Regions from separate parts of the Mus musculus genome. Here regions 1 and 3 are each linked to region 2. Evidence: chromatin contacts called from public Hi-C and Micro-C data. All regions are on one chromosome and are shown on one strand. Each heading gives the region's core, a stretch centred on a gene start, on an enhancer-like site or on the middle of the called end of the contact. The rest is flanking DNA. Distances are from core to core; before and after follow the strand shown.

Evidence for each region. Hi-C and Micro-C count contacts between places; a contact is called where the count stands out from the background.
Region 1: a Hi-C map of rod photoreceptor shows a contact between it and region 2, with 2.0 times the contacts expected there. The contact joins the promoter of Rd3l here to the enhancer-like site in region 2. A contact is called at or near these places in 7 of 39 promoter capture datasets (the HPC-7 cell line, HPC-7-derived erythroid cells, cranial neural crest and 4 more), 3 of 484 Hi-C or Micro-C datasets (the G1E-ER4 cell line, embryonic stem cells and rod photoreceptor), 1 of 115 datasets of contacts at active chromatin or transcription factors (embryonic stem cells) and 1 of 9 other capture datasets (liver).
Region 3: a Micro-C map of the G1E-ER4 cell line shows a contact between it and region 2, with 3 times the contacts expected there. The contact joins two enhancer-like sites. A contact is called at or near these places in 3 of 15 datasets of contacts at CTCF or cohesin (embryonic stem cells, large pre-B cells and stem cell-derived epiblast-like cells), 10 of 484 Hi-C or Micro-C datasets (the G1E-ER4 cell line, the HL-1 cell line, cerebellar granule neurons and 4 more) and 4 of 115 datasets of contacts at active chromatin or transcription factors (astrocytes, embryonic basal ganglia, embryonic stem cells and 1 more).

The regions. Positions count from the first base shown.
Region 1 is chr12:111,978,104-111,982,758 of GRCm38.p6, forward strand. It overlaps Rd3l (retinal degeneration 3-like), which reads right to left and starts at 2,648. Exons shown (of 3, transcript NM_001127685.1): 1 at 2,616-2,648; 2 at 1,939-2,244; 3 at 1,220-1,641. The coding sequence starts at 2,237. The coding sequence ends at 1,347. The region is part of intron 1 of Tdrd9 (tudor domain containing 9); the gene reads left to right.
Region 2 is chr12:112,549,719-112,554,303 of GRCm38.p6, forward strand. No RefSeq gene overlaps it. Among named protein-coding and RNA genes, the nearest start is that of Gm40584, 16 kb to the left of the region's middle. Within about 2 kb of position 2,488, at least 76 of the 459 cell types and tissues checked have an H3K27ac peak or open chromatin away from gene starts, as enhancers often do. A contact at or near this core is called in the G1E-ER4 cell line and rod photoreceptor, where this site is marked.
Region 3 is chr12:111,877,275-111,882,117 of GRCm38.p6, forward strand. The region is part of intron 1 of Ppp1r13b (protein phosphatase 1, regulatory subunit 13B); the gene reads right to left. Among named protein-coding and RNA genes, the nearest start is that of Ppp1r13b, 28 kb to the right of the region's middle. Within about 2 kb of position 2,212, at least 3 of the 459 cell types and tissues checked have an H3K27ac peak or open chromatin away from gene starts, as enhancers often do. A contact at or near this core is called in the G1E-ER4 cell line, where this site is marked.

The sequences.
Region 1 (4,655 bases), core at 1,398-3,897, 570 kb before region 2:
GCCATTTCACCCTCCCCTTTTATATTTATAAACTTATTGAAGATAGTTTCTTACTCACCTAGCGCTTACCAAGTAGACTAGGCTGCCTCGCCAGCAACCCCAGGGATCCAGCCGCCTCTGGTTTTTGAGCTTATTGACCATGCTCAGCTGGTTTCTGTAGATTCTGGGTTTCAGATTCAGGATCCCAGGCTTGCATGGCAGCACTTCCCCAACGGAACTGTTTTCTTGCCCCCCACCCTTCGGATTTTATTCTTTGAGGAAACAAACAAACCTCCGGAGGCTTGGGTTGTGACCATGTTGATGTTGTGCTTCCTGTGAGCATGCAGGAGGACTTGTCAGATAGGCAACTGCTATGTGCACTGGGACTGCAGGAGGGAGCTGGGCTCGGGGTGTGACAGGCTGGGTGCGACTCCAGCTCTGCCACTGGCCTTGCATTTGGCCAGGCACTGAGCTTGTCTGATGGTTTGCTCCTTTGCCAAGTGAGAGTTGTATCTCAGATGTCCCAGGTTTGGGTTAATGAGAGGTAATGCACAGTGCCTAGAAGGTAGTGTTACTTTAGCATTGCTCGGTAGATGGGTCTGGCTGGTGATAACAACTTTAAAGGTCTGTTGTGTGCAGTGCTCTACAGCTCTTGTTCTGTGAGGAACTTATTTTCTCTATTCCCTAGCTAAAAATTTTAGTTACTGTGCCCATTGAAAATGTTCAATAAAATGTGCCTGAAGCACCTTACACACACACACACACACACACACACACACACACACACACACACACACACACTTAACCTCAATTCCTTTGCTAAATTTAGGTTTTGCAAACAGTTTGCGGTATAACAACCGGGATGTGTTTAGCCATGATTAGAGATGAGATTGTCGGCCGTTCCCGTGAGCTTCTGTGCTTTTAAATTGAAGGTCATGTTCATGCTCGCGGACCCTTTCCCTTGTTCCCGACAGGCGACATTATGTAATGGATGTGGGCTTCGTTTCAGTTGCATTGTAGGGAGAAGCTCACATTAATCATTTATTTTACACATCAGCTTTCTTAGAATAAAAGCCAAGATTAATTAAGTTTCACAAAGAATCCGTCATACTTCATATTAAATTTCTTTAGTTCTGTGACATATTTGAGGTATAAGAAACTTCAAACATTTAGACAGTATTTTAGTTAAAAGCATACTTTTCATTAAAATATTGAATATTTAGAGTGGTTAGAAAATAGTGCTGCTTAGAGAAGTTGGCGGTACAGGAATTTTGAGGAAACCCTGACATTGAAGCCAAGACACTTGGAGTCATGCCACTGTTTGTTCTCAGTGCTAAGGGTGACTCTGAGGTGGTCTTGCTAATTCCTCAGCTTGGTGGGTAATAGTATGGCAGGTTCCATACTCTGTGTGAACAGGGGGGAAACCTGTTCTTGGCATGTTTGTCTACATAGCTTGAAATCGTGGGTATCTCCTCTTTGTCTGGCCTCTCAGAGCTTTCACCTGGGAGCGCAGGGGTAGGGGGACCGGTGATGTCAGAGTCCCATAGGCCAGCATGGTGACCCCCTCTGGCAGGACTGCTGAGAAAGTCTTTCAGAACTTGCTTGAAGATGTAGACAATTTCCCAGGGAAGTACATCGTTTTCTGCCAAAAGTTCTCTAAATCTAAGGGGGGGGGGAGTTGTAGGGATGAGTATTTAGAAATTTTCTTGTACCCGATTTCCCAAATGAAGCTTACATATGTAACTGTGTCCAGAAAAGCATTATAATTAAGTAACAGGAAAAGCATTATAATTAAGCTTTCAGTGAAGAAACTTTGTAATTAAAGTAAATTTCTACCAGTAAGCTACCTAGAGGTACATAGGGTTTTGGGCATCGGTACACGGATTGAGTTTATATAATGAGGCAGCTTTTAGTCTGAATCTCACACACCACAAGACCATAAAGAACATAGTAGTCTACCTGCTGAGAACGGTTCCAGCTTGACAAGGTTGTACTTGTGAGCACAGAACTTCCAGTTGTCTTTGTTCGGTAGCTGGGATCATTGTGTGAGAAGTCTGGTAACTTCTCAGCCAGTTGTAGTCCACGCCTGTCTTTTTCACTTTCTGTTCATTTTCGATCTCATGTATTAATCTCTCGCGCTCCTTCAAATGCCATTTTAACTCCCGAAGCAGAGTCTTTGTCACTACCTCAGAGCCAGCGTAGCGTGTTTGTTTGTAGGAATAATTTCTTGGCCATTTCACCCAGCTAAAAAGTGGCATTTTTAGGCTGTGGAGATATGAAATGTTTACTTGCATAAAATTTTTATGGTTTTTAACAGTAAATATTTTTTACTATTGCCAGAAAAGTACATGAATTTTTCCACTGGTAAAACATGCAGGTCAAAATAAGATTAGAGTGTGGATTAAAGTCTTTCAATTTCTAACTAGGTCAGTGCTAAACCCAAGCTTTGAAAATACCTAAATAAAAACTAAGCAGAAATGAAATAAAATCAAAGATAATAATACAAACTGAGCAATTTCTGAAAATAACACTTGCTAATAGAAGTTTTTAGGGGGGTCTTGAAACATCACCAACTTGAAAAGTGCTGTCCACAGCACACGTGTGACTCACTCTTAGTACAGAAAACGCAAGCTTACCTGCCGAGCCAGGGGTCTGTTGCGGGAGTGTTGCCAGAGTTTGCCCAAGTTGGGGATGAAGCTGTTTCTCTCAGATGGGTCTCACTCTCTGGGGGTGTCCTCCAGGGAAGGAATGTCTCCTCATTTACCCACTGGAACTGTGTTTGAAACAAACAACTTTCTGTGTTAGGAATGGGGATCTGTTGTCTTCATTTGGAGATATATATATATATAAAACCTTTCATCTTCATGAGTTATATAATTGTCTACCTTTTGAATGTAGCTTATTTTCTTTGGAAAGGATGCTGGCAGCTACGGATGCTGGTCCCAAATGCATGCTGCAGCATCTGTAGGAGTGGAGTGAAAAAAAAGCAAGCGTCTGAGGCACCACAGATGCTCCTAGCTGAGGAAGAGTGCCGCGTGGTGTGATGCTCTGCTGTGCATAGCTGTGGGTCACAGGTCCTGCCGTATTTTTATGCCTGTAGAGCTCTAAAAATAACCACACTGCTGCTTTTCATCTTCAGCTTAACTTTGAGGCAGTTTGGAAGCCAGGTCACTGTCCCTTCTAATGAAAGCAGGAAAAATAGATCAGACTTGACTATATGCAAAACATGCACTCTGTGGAAGCTCACTGCCACCAAGTAAACTGGGCAGAGCCTGCTGGCGTCAGTCATGTGTGGGGCAAGTGAGCTTTCATTTACTGCTCATAACATAGCAAACCCTTGCACTGGAGCAGGTGGACATGCTAGGGGACACTGAAGCTGATAGGGGACACTAGCTGATAATCAGTGTGCATTTGATTGTCTCTGTTCAAGGTGGTAAGATGGCGATGAGTTATCGGTGAGAGTGGAGACCTGAAGGAGAACCAAGGTAGAAATAGAACTATACTACATAAAGTCAGGTGGTAGTACTACATTCCAGCAATCTCCACTTGGGATATGGAAGAAGGAGTGCCAGAAGTTCAGGGTCACCCATGACTGTGTATAGAGCTCAAGTCTCAAATGTGCAGATGAAACATTATAACCCCTGCTTAGGTGAGCACGTCTGTGCCTTGGACTTTGTTGTACATTTTCTGTCCAGATGCCTGTGTGAAACAGTGGCTAGAGCATAAAAGGTCCTTTGCGTCTTAGTTTCCTGCTAAGTGATGACATTATGTAGCTTTTCCTTTTATAACTATTTCTTCTGTTGCTTTTCTTCCCAATAAACCAAGAATAATAGACATTTTCCCCATCAGACCTGTGTGCCATGTGTGATCAAGAGTGACATGTGTGGTCATGCTGTAGTTCCTGTTATGACCGGGAAAGGCCAGATGTCAGGCTTCATTATCCTCAGTGAGCCGCGTTCACATTACACTGCCTGCAGTAGTGGGAGAAAGGAGGGAGTGACGTTTATTGTGACAAGGTGTCCTTCCAAATTAAAGTTGAAGCTGTACCAGTCACGCCACTTTCCCTGTGAAGAGCGTTGTGACTCTTCAGCCTCTCCTCCCTCGAACGTGGAAACTGAAATATCACATATATTGGAGAACAGGCCTGGTTTCCACTCAGGTCCTCTGCAGTCTTACTTACTTGTGCATCTCCAGCTCGCCTATCAATCCACTGCAGTGCCGAGCATACCAGTGCTGCTCTCCTGGGCTCTCAGTACATAGCCCTGGCTGTCCTGGAACTCACGATGTAGACCAAGCTGATGTCAGACTTGGAGATCCACCTGCCTCTGCCTCTTGAGTGCTGGGATTAAAGCCACCACACTGACCCTCCCACCCCCACTCTAGATTGAGATAACTGACTACCCAAATGCTTATTCTGTCTCTTAGTTTGTAGCTGCTGTCCAATCAGGCTTTGTTTGTTATTGTTGTTTGTTTGTTCAACTCATTTCTTTTTCTTCAACACTTTTTCCTGGATCCTACTCTTGTTCTCTTGTTTGAACTTATTCTAGTTCCCTCTTCACAATCCTTAAGTGCTTTCTGATTCATCTCGACTATGTCTCTTATATATTTGCTCAGTCGCTCAACAGATGTTCACTGATGTCTCTTGTGGTGTGGAGGCTTGGGACCTGGGGTGACTC
Region 2 (4,585 bases), core at 1,238-3,737:
AGCAGGTCTGAAGCCCTGGGTTCGGCCCACAGCACCACAGTGAACTTGTGTGCCTGTGTCCAAACAACAACATGAAAGGACATGATCATTAAAGAGGCAGAGAAAAGAAAGGAAATATGACCCTGTAGTAGGAGGCCGGCCTGTGGCCTACATGAATTCCTGGAAGGCAGGCTGCGGCTGAAAGAGAAACTAGACAGCGAGAAAAGAATGATGAGGCCAAGACAAATTTTTCTCTGATCAAGGAAGGCCTGCGAGTTTACTAAGAGACTGTGCTTAAAAGGGGGAAGGCCCATGCACACCCACTACCCCCACACACCCCCACACACTCTACACCCCTGCCAGTCCATCCTTGGTGCTTTGTAGCCATGCTGTCAGCACTTGGTCGCCAGGCTGTTGCTTATTCAGGAATGTCTCAGGAAGACAGGTTCAGCCCCTCTCGGCAGGTAGCAGAAGAGCAGGGCAGTTGTCACTTCAAAAAGAGCCAACCAAGTCCGAAAGCTGCACCACACATGGCCCCACCTCAGTGGCGACAAGGTCTGCATCAGCCTGCTTCAGGCTGGGGAAGGCTACATGACCCAAACTAATTTTAGTGGTACGTAAACCCAGGGCCTGTCTCTTTCTGTCTCCATCTCCTTGGTTGTCCCTGCATTTTCTGGGTATTCATAAGGAATAGTTTTGCTTCTAAATTCTTCTTTTTTTTTTTCTTTTGATTTCCACAACCCCTCCCTCCTCTCCTCCCAGTCCCACCCTCCCATCCCACTTCTCCCACCTCCCCTTCTCCTCAGAGGATGGGGGCCCCTCTCCCTGCAACCCACCCTGGCACATCAAATCTCTCCAGGACTAAGCACACCCTCTCCCACTGAGGCCAGACAAGGCAGCCTAGCGAGGGGAAAGGGTTCCAAAGGCAGGCAAGACAGTCCGAGTCTGAATTCTAAACCAACAGGAATGGGCTTCAAATCCTAAGAATCAACCTCCAGCTTCATAGGCCAAGCACTCAGGCCTTCTCCTGCCCTCCAGGGGATCTCACACTTGTAAAAGCCGGGGACAGGTTGGCCTGGGCCAGACAATAGGACCAGCCTCTGAGACCTCTGTAGTATTCACCTTCTTGTGACTTTTCCCACATCATTTTATCAGGAAAAATTTCAAACACAGCGAAGTTGAAAGACTTGCACAGTGGATATGCCTACCCACCTTCTCTTATAAACACCAGTGACCTGGATCTGCCCCATCTGCCCTGCCCACAAGCAACCCGCCCCAGAGCCATCTTGCTTTGCAATACCTTTCAAGTCAAGTTGCAGAGGACATCTGCCACCCACCCCTCCATGCCTATCCCAGTAAGCAAACCACAGATGGTTCCATTCCATTCTGTCTTCTCTCCCCCTCCCTCCCTCTCCTTCCCCCTGCTCATTCCCTTCCCCCAGATTTTCAGACAGGATCTCTTCCTGTTACCCTAGGTGAACTGAAACTTCACTACATAGACCCTCAAACTCACACAAAAATCTCCCTGCCTCTTCCTCCAGAGTGCTGGGATTAAAACTTCCGATAAAAAAGACATCTGTATTAGTAAAACACACCCCTGGTCTGCCTGTGAGGGTGTTTGCAGAGAGAACCAGATGTTAGGGGAAATCTGTGGCTTGATCCATCGAGGGACTCAAATTGTTACTTGTCTGTTGGGAAGAGTTGGATTGTGGAAGGGTGGGGCATGGTCAGAAGAAAGGGGTTGCCATGAAGGCTTGCCCTTAAGGTCTCTCCTGACCCTGGCTCCTTCCTGTCTCTCTGCTTCCTGGGTGCCATGATGGGAGTGGCTTTCTCCCACGGCACCCTTCCTGCTTTGTGTTCTGCCTCTCCACAGAGAGGCATAAAAACAGTAGGGCTGGAGACCCCGAGTTGAAACCTCTGACGTTGAGATCAAGTCCGGTTAAACTGTTTCTCTTGAGTTCTTGTCACGAAAGGGGAGCACGTGGGCAGCACAGCAGCAAACTGGGGTCCCGCTTCGCTTTGCATCTCTACTCAGCTTTTGCCGCAGAATTTTGTACTAATTTGATAAACTTTATGCTTGAGATGTGTGCGTGCGTGTGCTATGGTTGGGAGAGACTCTGTCCCAATTATGAGCCCACTTTTGTGTTTAAATGGTGTGAACACTAAGCAACTTTGTTCTTACAAACAAGTCCACGGAGACAAAGGGAGCTTTGTCACAGCGATTCCCAAACACACAGAGCTCCATTATCAGAAAGAATGGAAGTGGTCAGCTGACAGGCAAGGCTGTGGGCCACTGAAGCCTCTGCTTCTGTCTGCAGAGGGCTTTGTTTTATCCCTCCCCGCTCCTCACCCCCCAGCCCCCGGTGCACTGTCAGAGGTTACACTGCAGGTGGGAATCCCGGTGCAAGAGTCAGAGGGGAAGATAGAAGAGGAAAATCTAGACAGCTCAAGTCAGCCTTAGGCCTTGAAAACCGCCACCTAGTGGTCGCCAACAAAGGAGAGTGATACCACATATCGCCACCAGAGAGCGCTGTGCCACCAAAAGCACAAGGGCAGCGAGGGCACCCCTCTTTCTTGTCTACCCAACCCAATCTGCTGGAGTGCCTACACCAGAATTCTCCTCCTGGTTAGTCTCATCTGCTCTACGCTGTAGCAAAACCGCTGGATCTGGGTACCGGGTGGCGTCAGGATACCAGGAAATTCTGCCCTGGTGATATTTTCCTTAGTCAGGCTGGAACCCAAGTCTGTAAAAAGGACCCAGGATGAGGGGGCGCTGAACCCAGGCTCCTCCTCCTGAACACGATGAGCCTGTGTCCCTGCTCCAAATGATGACCACTGTCTGAAAGGGAAGTGAGAAAGCCAGGGGTAGCTCAATAACAACGTAGTTACCAAGAATCCACAAAGCAACAGGTTCCATCCCTAGCAACAAGAAGAAAAAAAAAAGTGAGGGAGCTTCAGGGTCCACAGCCCTCCCCTAACACTGGTCACACCCAAAGCAAACCCGGTAGGAGCAAGGCCATGTAGGAGCTGTGTGCCCAGCTGCTGTGGGTGAGGCTGGGCCTTGCAGGTGTTGTGAGCTCAGTAGACAGTAGATGCTGGTACTGGGGGCCTTGAGCAGAACAGGCTCCTTTCCCTGACGTTCAGAGAGACTGGAGCTTCAGGCAGGGCCCAGGTCACCTCCCCGGGCTTCAATCTGCCCATCTGCTGGGCGGGACTGTTGGTGGCTGACTCAGAAAAGTGAGCTGTCTGAGTGGCTAGGAATCCTCAAGGTGCCTGCATAGATCTGGTGCTCCAAATACAGGACACTCCTTCCTGTTCCCCAAGTTCAGGACATCATCCAGGAGGCTCTGGGTTCCATTTGTTGTAGCATCGATAAGGTCACTCCTTGATGGCTACCGTCTGACCAGGCTGAGTCCTCAGCCCAGCTTGCAGCTCTCGGCTGTGTCAGCTCCAGCTGTGGGAAGGAGGGCCCCACTCAGAGAATGGTCAATCTTGCCCTGAGAACTTGGCTGGAACTAACCAGACCTCCCTCCAGCCACTGGTTAAGCTTCTGGCTGCTCGTTAAGCTCTCTGCTCCTTCCTCCCTGGCCTAGGTAGAAACCAGCAAGGAAGTGACCTCAGTGGGTGTTTTCCTCAGAGGTACTCACTGTGAAGTCCCAATATGGACATGGGAACCAGGGGCTTTGTGACTTGAGGGGTAGAGGGTCTCTGAGTACCATCGGGGATTGAAGAGACTAATATGAGTCAGGACCAGGGATGTCCCGACCTGATTTGGGTGACCAGGCATAGCTCAGGAGAAAGGACCCTATACTTGGGTATAAAGAGTACTTGCAGGGCCCCAGTTCACCCAAGAGACAGTTCTGAGCCTCCAGGACCTCAGCTCCAGCCAGCCTTCGTACTTACACTGGGCAGCTCCGAGACAGTGGTATCTGTCAGTACAGATGAAGACCACAGGACTCTGGGAAGGGCTATGGTAGGCTATGGTAGGCTGGTGGGGTGGGCCCAGCTTCTCTCAACTCTGGCCCTTATTATGTATGACGTTCAAGAGCCCTGGGAGAGGCCAGAATAGTCCTGCTCAGGAGCAGCAGGCCCCGTGTGAGGGGCAGAGAAAGCAGGACTTAGCACCTCTGACAAGCCAGTTAGGCTTCACTCTTTCCTAATGGTCTGTGGCCTTGGGTCCCACAGTAACTTTATGCTTAGCATGTGGAGGAGCCCTGGCTGGCTGAGCCCCAGTCACTAGCAGAGGGGGGTGGAGGGACTCAGGGTCTCCCATCCTCTTTAACATCTGCTTCAGTCCAGCCTTCCTGTGGGATGTGTGGTATCCATATCTCGTCATGACTTTGATTTTTTTTCTCTCCCAGTATGGTGAACATCTCTCTCTTCATGGGCTTGGGCCATTCATGCATCCTTTTTGAGAAAAAAAAAATGCCTCTCCCCTACCATTTTTCTCTTAAACCCCTTTCTCCTTATTTTCTGCTGATGCGATCTTCCATCTCATCCTTCTCTTCCTCCTGTTCCTTCTTTTTGAAATGGGGTCTCACTTATAGCCCAGACTCACCTAAAAATCATTGTGTGTCCCAGGCTCGCACCTCCTGCCTCAAGCCGT
Region 3 (4,843 bases), core at 962-3,461, 670 kb before region 2:
CCTTAGCTCTTCCATGCACCAGAGGACTGACTCTAAGCTCCTTCTGGGTCAGACATGTTGCATCTCTGTGTTTAACTTAAAGCCTCAGAGATGTAGGCTGGAGAGATGGCTCAGTGGTTAAGAGCATTTGTTGCTCTTAAAGGGGACATAGGCTGAATTCCTAGGACCCACATGGCATTTAACAACTGTCTATAACTCCAGTTCAGGGATATCTGATACCCTCTACTGGTCTTGGAAGCCTCCTGCACATACATGGCACACATGTATACATACATGCAGGGCAGATACTCATATACATAAAGTAAAGAGATGTTAAGAGAGAGAAAAAAGGCAAACAGAAACATCCTCAGTCTCTGGGCACAACATCACTGTTACTGATGGAGCCCGAGCCAGCAGAGCCGGCACCTCTGCAAAGCAACCTAAGTGGATGCTGCTGCGCCTGCCATTAGATACATTACTTTGTCTCCATGCATGCTGCCCTGATGCTGGACCGGACCACTGCACTCAGCTGCTCAGCGCTCATCAGAGCTCCCCCTAACCAATCTAACTAAAGGAACTCCATCTGTTACCTGTCTCTTACCTGGCTCAGGGTTCAAATGCTTATCCATTTCCTGAGAACAGAGATCCTGGTCAGCCTTCAGCTGTGTCATCAGTACCTGGATCAGCACCGGGCATAAAGCATGGATTGACTACATAAATCCCCCAGTTATATGATTTGGTAGGACTTTTGAATCCTGAAGGATATGTGTTTGTCTGCCTTTTTATCTTCAAGTTTTCTTCACAATAAAGATAAGAGAAGGGCTGGTGAGATGGCTCAGCGGGTAAGAGCACCCGACTGCTCTTCCGAAGGTCAGGAGTTCAAATCCCAGCAACCACATGGTGGCTCACAACCATCCGTAACGGGATCTGACGCCCTCTTCTGGAGTGTCTGAAGACAGCTACAGTGTACTTACATATAATGAATAAATAAAATTAAAAAAAAAAAAAAAAAAAAGATAAGAGAATATTTACCCCTTTACCCACTGACTTAGTCTACATGACACAAGAAAAAGTATTATTGTGAAAGTCCAAAGCCATGATTAACATAAGATTAACATAAGAGTCTCAGCAGATTCCCTCATACCTCATATCGGGATGCCTCTAGACAGACTCCCTCCTCCCACAAGGTGGCGCTGCATGACAACAGGGAGCAATCCCACATTCAGAGAAAACTAAAGAAGTTAGATGCAGTGATGCACTTGAGGCAGAAGGATCAGGAGTCCAAGACTAGCCCCAACTACAAAGAGAATTTGAATCCAGCCTAGGCTATATGAGTCCCACGTCAATTTTTAAAAAAGATATAATAATAATTGGAAATTGACCATGTCTTAAAGGAAGAGTTGGCCTTAATAGAGTGATGAAAAAATTTCAAAATAAATAAATACTTAAGCCTAAAAATGCATATTAATATCAGTACTTGGGATTGTAGTGCAAAGGCAGGCTAGGCTGATCTCTTGAGTTCGAGGATAGCCTGGTCTACAGAGCACACTGCAGACAGCCTGGGCTACATAGAAAAACCCTGTCTCGAAAAAAGAAATCTTAAAAAGAAAATTGAAAGTCACAACTCAGACTAAAAAAATTATCTGGAAAAGTGTACAGGCAACAAGGAACTTGCATCCTAAAACACAGAAAGTTCTTAACATCAGTATGGAAACACACCTTTTCTAAGGAGCAAATGATGTGAACACACATCTAAGCAAAGCTGACGTGCAAATGCCATGTGTGCACAAGAAGTGTCGCGGGGAACAGCTTTCAGAACAATGACACAGTAGTCACCCTCAGTCAGGCAAACGGCCCTCCATAGTCCTGCCAACTCTGCTGTCACTGTTTCATGTTACAGGCACGCAGCAAAAGGAACTAAGCAGTAGACAATGCCACAGCCACTTTGGAAGACAATCCTATAAAATGTCCTATAAAACAAAACAGGGGTCACAGCTCTAATTCCAGTCCAACACTTGGGAGGCTGATGGTGTACGAGGAGTGCTACAAGTTCAAGACTAGCCTGGACTTCACAGTTAAGTGCCAGGCCCATCTAGGTACAGTGTCTCAAAACCTCTCCTCAAACACAAAAACACTTTTACCATATGATGTTTATTTTCACACAAAAGCTTGTATCAATTCTCAGAATTGCCAAAAATTTGGACACAACCAAGATGCCATTAGTAGATGAATGAGTCAACAAACTGACCTATTCAGACAGTGTAAGACTACAGCAATAAAAAGTATGTGCCATCAAGCCAGAAAATGACGAGGAGGACCTCTAACTATAAGCTGCTGGGTGAAACTGGTCTGAAAGGCTACATACATACTGCTGGATTCCAACTGTATAAGATTCTAGAAAAACAAAACAATAGAGTCTGGATCAGCTACAGGGCTGCAAGGGAGAACGGACTGCAGGGTCTTTCAGGACAACAAAGCTATTCTGAATGACACTGGAAGTGTGGAACATTACACATCTGTCAAAACTCACAGAGCTATATTCCAAGAGTGAAGCTCAGCCTATAAGCCAAGGACCTCAGTCAACCAAAACATATCAAAACTGGTCCATCACTGTAACAGATAGATCACAATGATAGTTAATAAGTGCTAGGTCTGCGGTGGGATGAGAAGAAAGCAGGAAAATTGTGTTTCTGTTCCATTTTTCTGTATTCCTAAAACTGCTGTAAAATGGAACAATAATATGAACTAGCCAGTACCCCCAGAGCTCCAAGGGACTAAACCACCAACCAAAGAGCACACATGGTGAAACTCCTGGCTCCAGCTGCACATGCAGCAGAGGATGGCCTTAGTTGGACATCAATGGGAGGAGAGGCCCTTGGTCCTGTGAAGGCTCCATGCCCCAGTGTGGGGGATGCGAGAGCCAGGAATGGGAGTGGGTGGGTTGGGGAGCAGGGGGATGGGGGGGATGGAGGAGGGTGTTTTTGGAGGGGAAACCAGGAAACGGGATAACATTTGAAATGTAAATAAAGAAAATACCCAATTTTTTTTAAAAAGGAAAAAAGTTAACAACAACAACAACAAAAGTGCTGTAAAATGGTATTTAATGTAAAATAAAAGCAAAAACAAAACAGCAAAAAACAGCAGTATCCTGTACCTGGCAAGAGTGCATGCAGACATTGTGTGTGTGAGAGTGTGTGTGTGCGCGTGTGTGTGTGTGTATGAGTGTGTGTGTGAGTGTGTGTGTGTGTGTGTGTGTGTGAGAGAGAGAGAGAGAGAGAGAGAGAGAGAAAGAGAGGGACAGAGAGAGACAAAGAGACAGTCAGTCAGTCACAGGAGAGGGGTGTCTATAAGAACTGAGTCACCTAATAAAATGTTTCTTAGTGTAGACCATGGCCCAATACTTTGAGAGAATAGCAGGATGGTCTTATGAAATTCTCAAGAGCTAGTATTAAACTAAAGGAAGAGTCACTGCCCTAGGAAAGTCACTGGCACCACTAGTTTCCAACCTCCTTAGTGCAGTGTAAGGGCTTCTCACACCCTTAACTTCTGTCTTTACTCTAAGACAGCTACTACTTTTCACTTTACAGATTAGGAAAAGGGGCTTGGAGAGCTTAATCATGGGTTCAAATCATGGAGCTCACAAAACTAGAGAGAAAGAGAGCTTAACTCACTCTGCCTGACTCAGAGCTAAGGCACTCTGAACCAGTTCTCCAAAGCACTTCCCCAGTGCATCAAAATACAAAAGAGAGGAGAAAATGTTTCTAGAGATTTTTTATATGAGAGTTCTAATAGTCTCTTGATTGGTATAATCTTTCATCATTCGTTTATATTTCAATTAGCCAGGTTATACCTAATGCTTTTATTTAAAGTTATCAATTGCAAACTGAGAGCTTTTCCCCATGTAGGCACTATATATACTGTGGGATAAGAGCAAAGAATCATGGCATTTCCTCCAATTAACCACAACAATGGAACAGAAAAATTATTTGACCTAAACCATATAAACTTTCTAATTAAATGTTCTTGGCCTTTAATCCCAGCACTTGGGTGTCAGAGGCAGGCAGATTTCTGAGTTTGAGGCCAGCCTGGTCTACAAAGTGAGTTCCAGGACAGCCAGGGCTACACAGAGAAACCCTGTCTCAAAAAAACAAAGAAACAAAAAAACAAAAATAAAAACAAAAGTCTACTATACCCTGCCCCATATGTATTTTTAATCTGCATTACTCATATACTGAAGAGAATTACAGATGTACATTACACATAAGCCTGAATTCACGCTATCATTTATAACAGCCAAAAATAGAAATAGCCCAAACTTACAAAGATAATTTAGAAATTTTACTTATGTTTCTGTGTCTGCCACCTGTGTGTACATGCCTATGGAGGCCAGCAGAGAGGGACTGACAGAGCCCATGGAGCTGGAATTCAAGGCAGCTGTAAGCCACCAGCTATGGGCATCATCTTCCTAAAGAACAACAAGCACTTTGTACTGCTGAGCCATTCCTCCAGTCCTAACTGCCCAAACTTACTGTTGCAAAGTTTTTATTTATTTATTTACTGTATATGAGTACACTGTAGCTGTACTGATGGTTGTGAGTCATCATGTGGTTGCTGGGAATTGAACTCAGGACCTTTGGAAGAGCAGTCAGTGCTCTTAACCGCTGAGCCATCTCTCCAGCCCAGCCCAGACTTACAAATGGCTGAATACTATGTAATGTACTCTGAACTTAGATTATTACTTGGTGGTGGTGCACACCTTTAATGCCAGCACTTGGGAGTCAGAGGCAGGCAGATCTCTGAGTTGCCAGTCTGGTCTACAGAGTGAGTTCCAGGACAGCCAGGGCTACACAGAGAAACTCTGTCT